Linked DNA regions of Astyanax mexicanus: region 1 is linked to region 2. A link is a contact called in public Hi-C data. All regions are on one chromosome and are shown on one strand. Each heading gives the region's core, a stretch centred on a gene start, on an enhancer-like site or on the middle of the called end of the contact. The rest is flanking DNA. Distances are from core to core; before and after follow the strand shown.

The links. Hi-C and Micro-C count contacts between places; a contact is called where the count stands out from the background.
Region 1: a Hi-C map of muscle shows a contact between it and region 2, with 18 times the contacts expected there. The contact joins the promoter of nfil3 here to the enhancer-like site in region 2. A contact is called at or near these places in 2 of 3 Hi-C or Micro-C datasets (both in muscle).

What each region holds. Positions count from the first base shown.
Region 1 is chr20:26,418,767-26,422,027 of AstMex3_surface, forward strand. nfil3 (nuclear factor, interleukin 3 regulated) reads right to left here and starts at 1,346. Exons shown (of 2, transcript XM_007255329.4): 1 at 1,156-1,346.
Region 2 is chr20:26,323,547-26,326,792 of AstMex3_surface, forward strand. All of the region lies in intron 2 of LOC111191252 (a long non-coding RNA gene), which reads left to right. Among protein-coding and RNA genes, the nearest start is that of LOC111191252, 12 kb to the left of the region's middle. Within about 2 kb of position 1,980, the one cell type or tissue checked has an H3K27ac peak away from gene starts, as active enhancers do.

The DNA.
Region 1 (3,261 bases), core at 96-2,595, 95 kb after region 2:
ATATATAATAATCAAGAATATATATATATATATATATATATATATATATATATATATATATATATATATACAGATATATTGTAAAAAAAAAAAAAAATAGAGAATTGAGCTCATCGTTTTATCCAGCGGTCAGCCACTGAATTCTGGGTCACTGTGCCGTCACACTTGTTTTGGTAGCTAACCTAACATTTTAAACACGTTTTAAAAGATTTTTTTTATCTTTTATCATTTTGTCATAAATATAAATATAGAATCAGTTGTATACATATATAGTTGTATACAAATCTATATGAATAATGCATACACAGTTAGTTAGCAAACTCGTTATAATGAAAGTTTCTCCTGCCCTCAGTTTGATCGCATGCTTTGCGATCGCAATAGCTTTATGTAGCTATTTATCAGCAATGTACATTCAGTCTAAACTTTATTAAGCATTTATGACACGAATATTAGCTATTTATTTTAGTAAGCATTTTAACATTCCCAACTGCCAAAAATTGTCCCTAAGCAACATATGCAAAAAAACACACCGTTTTATTAAGTTAGTAAAAAAAAAAAACTAAATGTGATGTTTTGTGATTTTTTTGTTTTTGTTTTGTGTAAAAGGAACATTAAAAAGGAGCTAAAACAATAAAAAGTGATTTGTTGTCTGAGAGCAACACCATGCTACAGAGGGTTAAGGTAATACTCAGTAATATTGCTAGCTACTGTCTAAAAATAGCCCATGTAAGAAGTAGGCTAGTTTATCTATCTAGCAGTTAAAATAGCCTAGAAAACTATCTTAGTTAATTAGATAACTAAACCAGGGTTGCTCAAGCCTGATCCTTAAATAGTTAACTAGCTAATCAATTAAACCAACACCCTGCAGGATTCTCCTCCACACCTGGTCCAGGTAATGAATACATTCATTTACACGTGTGTAATCTACAGTCTAGAATCTCCAGTTTTTAGGGAGATAACCTTGTTAACTGTTACATCTGTTAAGATAAGTAGGTTAGCTGAGGTTAGTTAGTTAATCTAAATCTCCTGGAGGAGCAGGAATGAGCAGCTACAGCACGCGTCTGGCCTAAACAATCCCAAACAGCCCTAAACAGTAGCTAACTGTCTGGGGTGACTCACTGTAAAACAAGTCCACAAATAAATCAGTATTCCTACCTTTAACTAAGCCAGGCTCGCTGGTATAGTCCGCAGAATAAACAAGGCGAGTGTGGCCGAGCACAGCGTGAAGGATTTTATCCGCAAACGGATCAAACTTCCATCAATTGTGAGGTAATGTTTCCGTGTTTCTCCTCTGCGCTTTTCCTCCCGGAGTGGCCGCTGCCTCATGGATCTGTGTTAGTAGGTCAGTGGAGAAGAGTATTGGCAGCGTGCGCTTTACTGACGCGCCGCCCGGCCAATCAGAAGCCGGCATTTTCCGATTTGGGCCAATCAAACGCGCCGCCAGCCCAATGCAAATGAATGGACTTTGCTGATGGGCTGGGAGGGGGTCTGTATTACTTACTGTATGTCGGGACGGGCAGGACGGGATGGCATGCGGAGAATCACTGATCCAGTGCAGAAAAACAGTGCTAAGGAAGCCATAAGGAAGAAAAACAGATAAAAAACAAGAAGTACAAGCACCTGTGCCAACATCACATTACTACTACTACACACTATCTCATAAAAAGAAAAATAGACTAATTTACACCTTTAACAACATTGGCATGGAAGCTCATTTCCGCCACTTGGAAAAAAATAAGGTTCCTCCAGTAAGTCATTATTATGAGATACTAAGTCATAACAAGGGCACATGAAAATAGCTGATGTTGGGGTTAACATACGTCCAATAGCCCCATAACTATTTTTTTTTTTTTGTCAGTTAGTCATAATTACGAGCTATACAGTTATAATTACGAATTAAGTCATAAATACATGATACTAAGTTATGATTGGTACGTCATAATTATGAGATGGTAAGTTATAATTACAAGATAGTAAGTCATAATTACAAGATAGTAATTCATAATCATGAGTTAGCAAGTCAGAATTACGAGATAGTAAGTCATAATTACAAGCTGGTACGTCCTAACTGAGATGGTGAGTCATAATTACAAGTTGATAAGTACTGATAGAGATGGTAAGTCATAATTATGAGTTGGTATGTCATAATTCCAAGATAGTAAGTCACAATTATGAGATAATAATGACTTAGTATCTCATAATTATGACATAGTATCTCGTAATTGTTACTTACCAACTCATAACTTAGTATCTCATATTTATGACTTTGTATCTGATAATTATTTGACTTACTGTCAAATAATACTAATAGTTAATGGGGCTATCGGATGTTATGTTGAAACTTAGAAAACCCCAACAGCAGCTATTAGCATATGCCCTTATTATGGCAAAGAGACCAGTATTAAGGACTTGAAAAAGGACAGATGGTTAAAAGAAATTATCAAACTTTTACATCTGAATAAAATAAAATAAGATACACACTAAATAGAAGATCTGGGTAGTTAAATAAAATATAGCATCTCTTTTTACAATACTTGAAAAGTACAAAAACAATGGCAACATCAGATTAAATTATTTTCTTAAATACATTTTAATCTAGTTGGAAGTTCCCGGGCTGTTAATGTGTGTGTTTGTCCTTTGTAAGTCAATGTATTAGTTTATATTTTGTATATATAAGTGTTGAATGCATTTATACTCCTGCTTAATAAACAAATGTTAAAATAAAAAGGAAAAATTGACTAATTAAAATCTTGAAAGCATGAAAATCGAGTTTAAAATAAGATGTAAAAATCGCTGACGTCAGCATGTGGTCATATAACATTATGAAAGGCAGCAGGCTGGGCCATTACATCATTACATCAACAGCTAGCCACATCACGCCACCTGTTTTTTTCTATAACGAGCACACTGGTTCCCCACTGATTCTCATGCCTATTTAAAGCGTTTATACAGGCTTTTTACAGACAATGCAGGAGTTAAAACACAGAAAGTGCATTTATTAATAGAGCATAGATAATAAATAATCCCCAGTTATAGCCTACCCGATTACATTACTCGCACACAAACGGCAACAGCGGCCTCTACCGGTCATATTCACAAATACACGGCCCAACAGAGGACCAGCGCTCAGCTCAGACTCAACTCAGCTTAGCTCACATAAGCTCAGAGCTGGAGAGCCACCTGCTGTTCACAAAGTAAAATGATAATATTATTATTATAGAGCACCAGTCAAATGTTTGGACCAACCTCTCTCTTCTCATT
Region 2 (3,246 bases), core at 730-3,229:
AAAGTTTTCCAAGACCCAGCCGAAAAAAAAAGATTTCCCACCTTTTCCTCAGCTGGGTCGGGCTCAAAAAATGATTTGTGATAGGCTGTTTTTTGGTTTGTTTGTTTAAGCACTTAGGCTTTTGTACTGCTGCAGTGCAATATTTAGATTTTATATTCTGAAATTCGTTAGGTTTTATTTCTTTTAGCATTTTGAACTTTTTTTCCAATTTCAAATTTATTTTTTTCTGTTCGTTATGTTCTATCGGTCCTTGCGTTTTTTGTAGTTGAAGTTGAATTTAATATTGAAGTTCAATATTTCTAATTTATATTTTGAAATTCGTTAGATTATATTTATTATTGTATTTTGAGCTCACTTTAGTTGGTTATTTTCCAAATTCATATCTATTTTTCTGTTATTATTAAATGTTATTAGCTTATTAGCTTAGCTTGTCATTTAGCATACAGAACTTCTCACGGATTTTTAATGAATGTTGATTTATTAATTTAAAAGCTGTACCTTATTAAAAGTATTTTAAGCCAGACAGACACTGTGTGATTTTTTAATGAGTTTATCTGCACTTTTAAATGGTTTGTCCTGTAGGAAACGCACACGATTTGTATGCTGACACTGTTGTCTGACTGAGGAGCTGCTTTCCGTCAAATGCAGCCTGTAGGCAGGAAAAAATCCAGCCAGAACCGACCATATCATGAGCCAGTTTTAAAGCCAGTAATTTAGTAGAGCATTAAACTACAAATCTGAGATGTACCTGCTGTACTTCTTAATCTCTGCCCCCAAAATGGTCCATTAACTTGCTTGACAGACGCGTCAAATCCCCCGCGAGCACGCGCGGCGCACAGCGCACCGATTAATTCATGCGTTGAGCTTTAAACGCGCAGCTGAGCTGTAATTGGGGAAATATCACAAAAATCACAGTGTGATTTGTTACATTAAAAAAAAGACCATTTTCTTCCGCCTAATCTGAGAGGAAAGCGGTGTTCTCGACCGGCCCGAGTTCATGCAGCGCCTGAGTCAGGCTGGCGTTCAAGCTCGGGTTCGGGCTCGCGTTCAGGCAGATAATCTAAATGATAAATGATTTTGTGTTTTTGCACTTGGGCCATAAGCTCAATATTAAAAAGTTCGTTTGTTTAGAAATTATTTTATATCCTTAAACCATGTTAAATTATATTAGATTAGAGGAAAGTCATTTAGACATCATTCTTAAGGTGTTTTTGTCCTGTTACCGCTCCGCAAAAAAACCTCTTCCTTTAATCCGCGCCCCACATACACATTTTTGCAGCACCTGCCCCGAGGTCCTAATATAAATTGAATTAATTACATTTAGTGCTTAAAATTTACTTAAAATTTATTTAAAACGTGCTGAACAGTGCGGCCGTTTATTCCCAAAGTCCAAACACTATGGTTGTTTGCGTGTGTCGGGCCATACTCCACTATTCTTTAGGGTTTTTTGTTGCATGCATGAGAATAACTATTACAATTTTCTTAACTATTTATTAATTTGCTCCAGCATCTTCTGGATTGATTACACGTTGTGTTTTCGTTGTTTGCCGCGCCACTTAGACGGAAATGGAAATGAATGTTTATCGAATTCTATTGCACAGGCTTATCATCGTCATCGAGGGAAAAATTATCGCGAAACAAATCGATATCGTTATATCGCCCGGCACTACTCTATAAAAACAATAGTAACACCATAGCAACAAAACCTTTTACAAGCAATGCAGTGGAAACCACCTGGAATACCAGAGCAACCGCATTACAACAGCCTAGCAACCGTCTGGGTGTAATCTGCATTAGTTGCCCACCTTTTATAAGAGCAAGCAGCATACGATGACTAGTTAATGAATCAGCTAGCTCTGATCTGAAAGGCCTACAGTACAAGTTTAGTTCTAAAGAACTGAGTGAGTGAAAGAAGAGGAATGCTGACTTTTATTGTGCTGTTTTAAATGTAGGAGTGCACTTTAAAAAACACAGTGTTTAGAGGTGCTGAGTGGGCCAGTGGTCTAAAGCGCTGCCACTATGAGCAGGAGGTCGCAGGTTTGAACCCCCACTCATGCAGCTTTGCCATCAGCTGCCGGTGTTCAGAGGGAGCAAAACTGACCCTGCTCCCTCTCTGGGTGGGTAGATGGCGCTCTCTCCCACACTTAAAGGTGGCGCCGGACGGCACGAGGCGTCTGTGAGCGTAAGAATCGGAACCTGGCCGCTGTGCTTTCCTCCGAGCGCGCTAGCTGCTCAGGCAATGATTCATCCGCAGCAGCTCGAAAAAAGGGGTGATTGACTTCACACGTGTCGGAGGAGGCGTGTGCTCGTCCGCATCCTCCAAGGGTCGCAGGTGCCACCGGTGATGGGGACGCACAAAGGGGTGGGACAGTTAAAAACAACAAAAATTAAAAAGAAAAAAAGCACATTGTTTTTTTTTAAATTTACTAAAATGAACTAAATGCACAATTTGCCTTGATTAATCACAATTAGTCACTTTTTTCTAAACACAAAAATAAAATTAATTAATAAACAACACCTTATTCATATTTACATATCTCCGTATGGTTAGTGTTCTCTTCCTCACTGCCATGCTTCAAAGTCGAAATAGTAGAAAACCTATTCTATTAGATACCAGAGAATGTTAAATCAACAAGAGCAGGATCAACTTTTTAAGTACTCATGATTTTGTAAGAAACAATGAGTGAGCATGTGTCTCAATACTTTTGTCCATGTAGTGTACGTGTGTTCTACTGTATAAAATAATATTATATAATAAAGTCTTTGTTTTTCTTTTCATTTATTGCACAGAACCTACACTACATCAGTTTATTTAATAGCCTAAAATAGTAATAAATAAAAAAAAAAGGATGACACATTTACTGTGTCTAAATCAGGACCACATCTGTTGTCTCTGAGCACGTTCATTAAATGTGATGAAATTGTGTCATTTTTGACATCTTCAAGTTTTTGTACATATTAGATACTTTCTTCACACTCGCATGTCAACATGAGCTCTTTAAATTATCACCCAGTGAAAAGTTCTGTAGGGAAAAATCTTCTGTGGTGCTTCTGTGGAATGGCCCCACCCCTCCTTCTCCGAATCCCCTCCCTTCATGATGAACTCAAATACCAGTTATTTCAGAAAGCTGCTCTTGGCTGCATTTCCCTAAAATTGTGCAAGGCAATCATCATTTACTGTATGATAGTGTTTACAGCAGCGTGATCACTGGAAAGGTTAAAGCTGCTGGGAAAGCTGCTGACCTT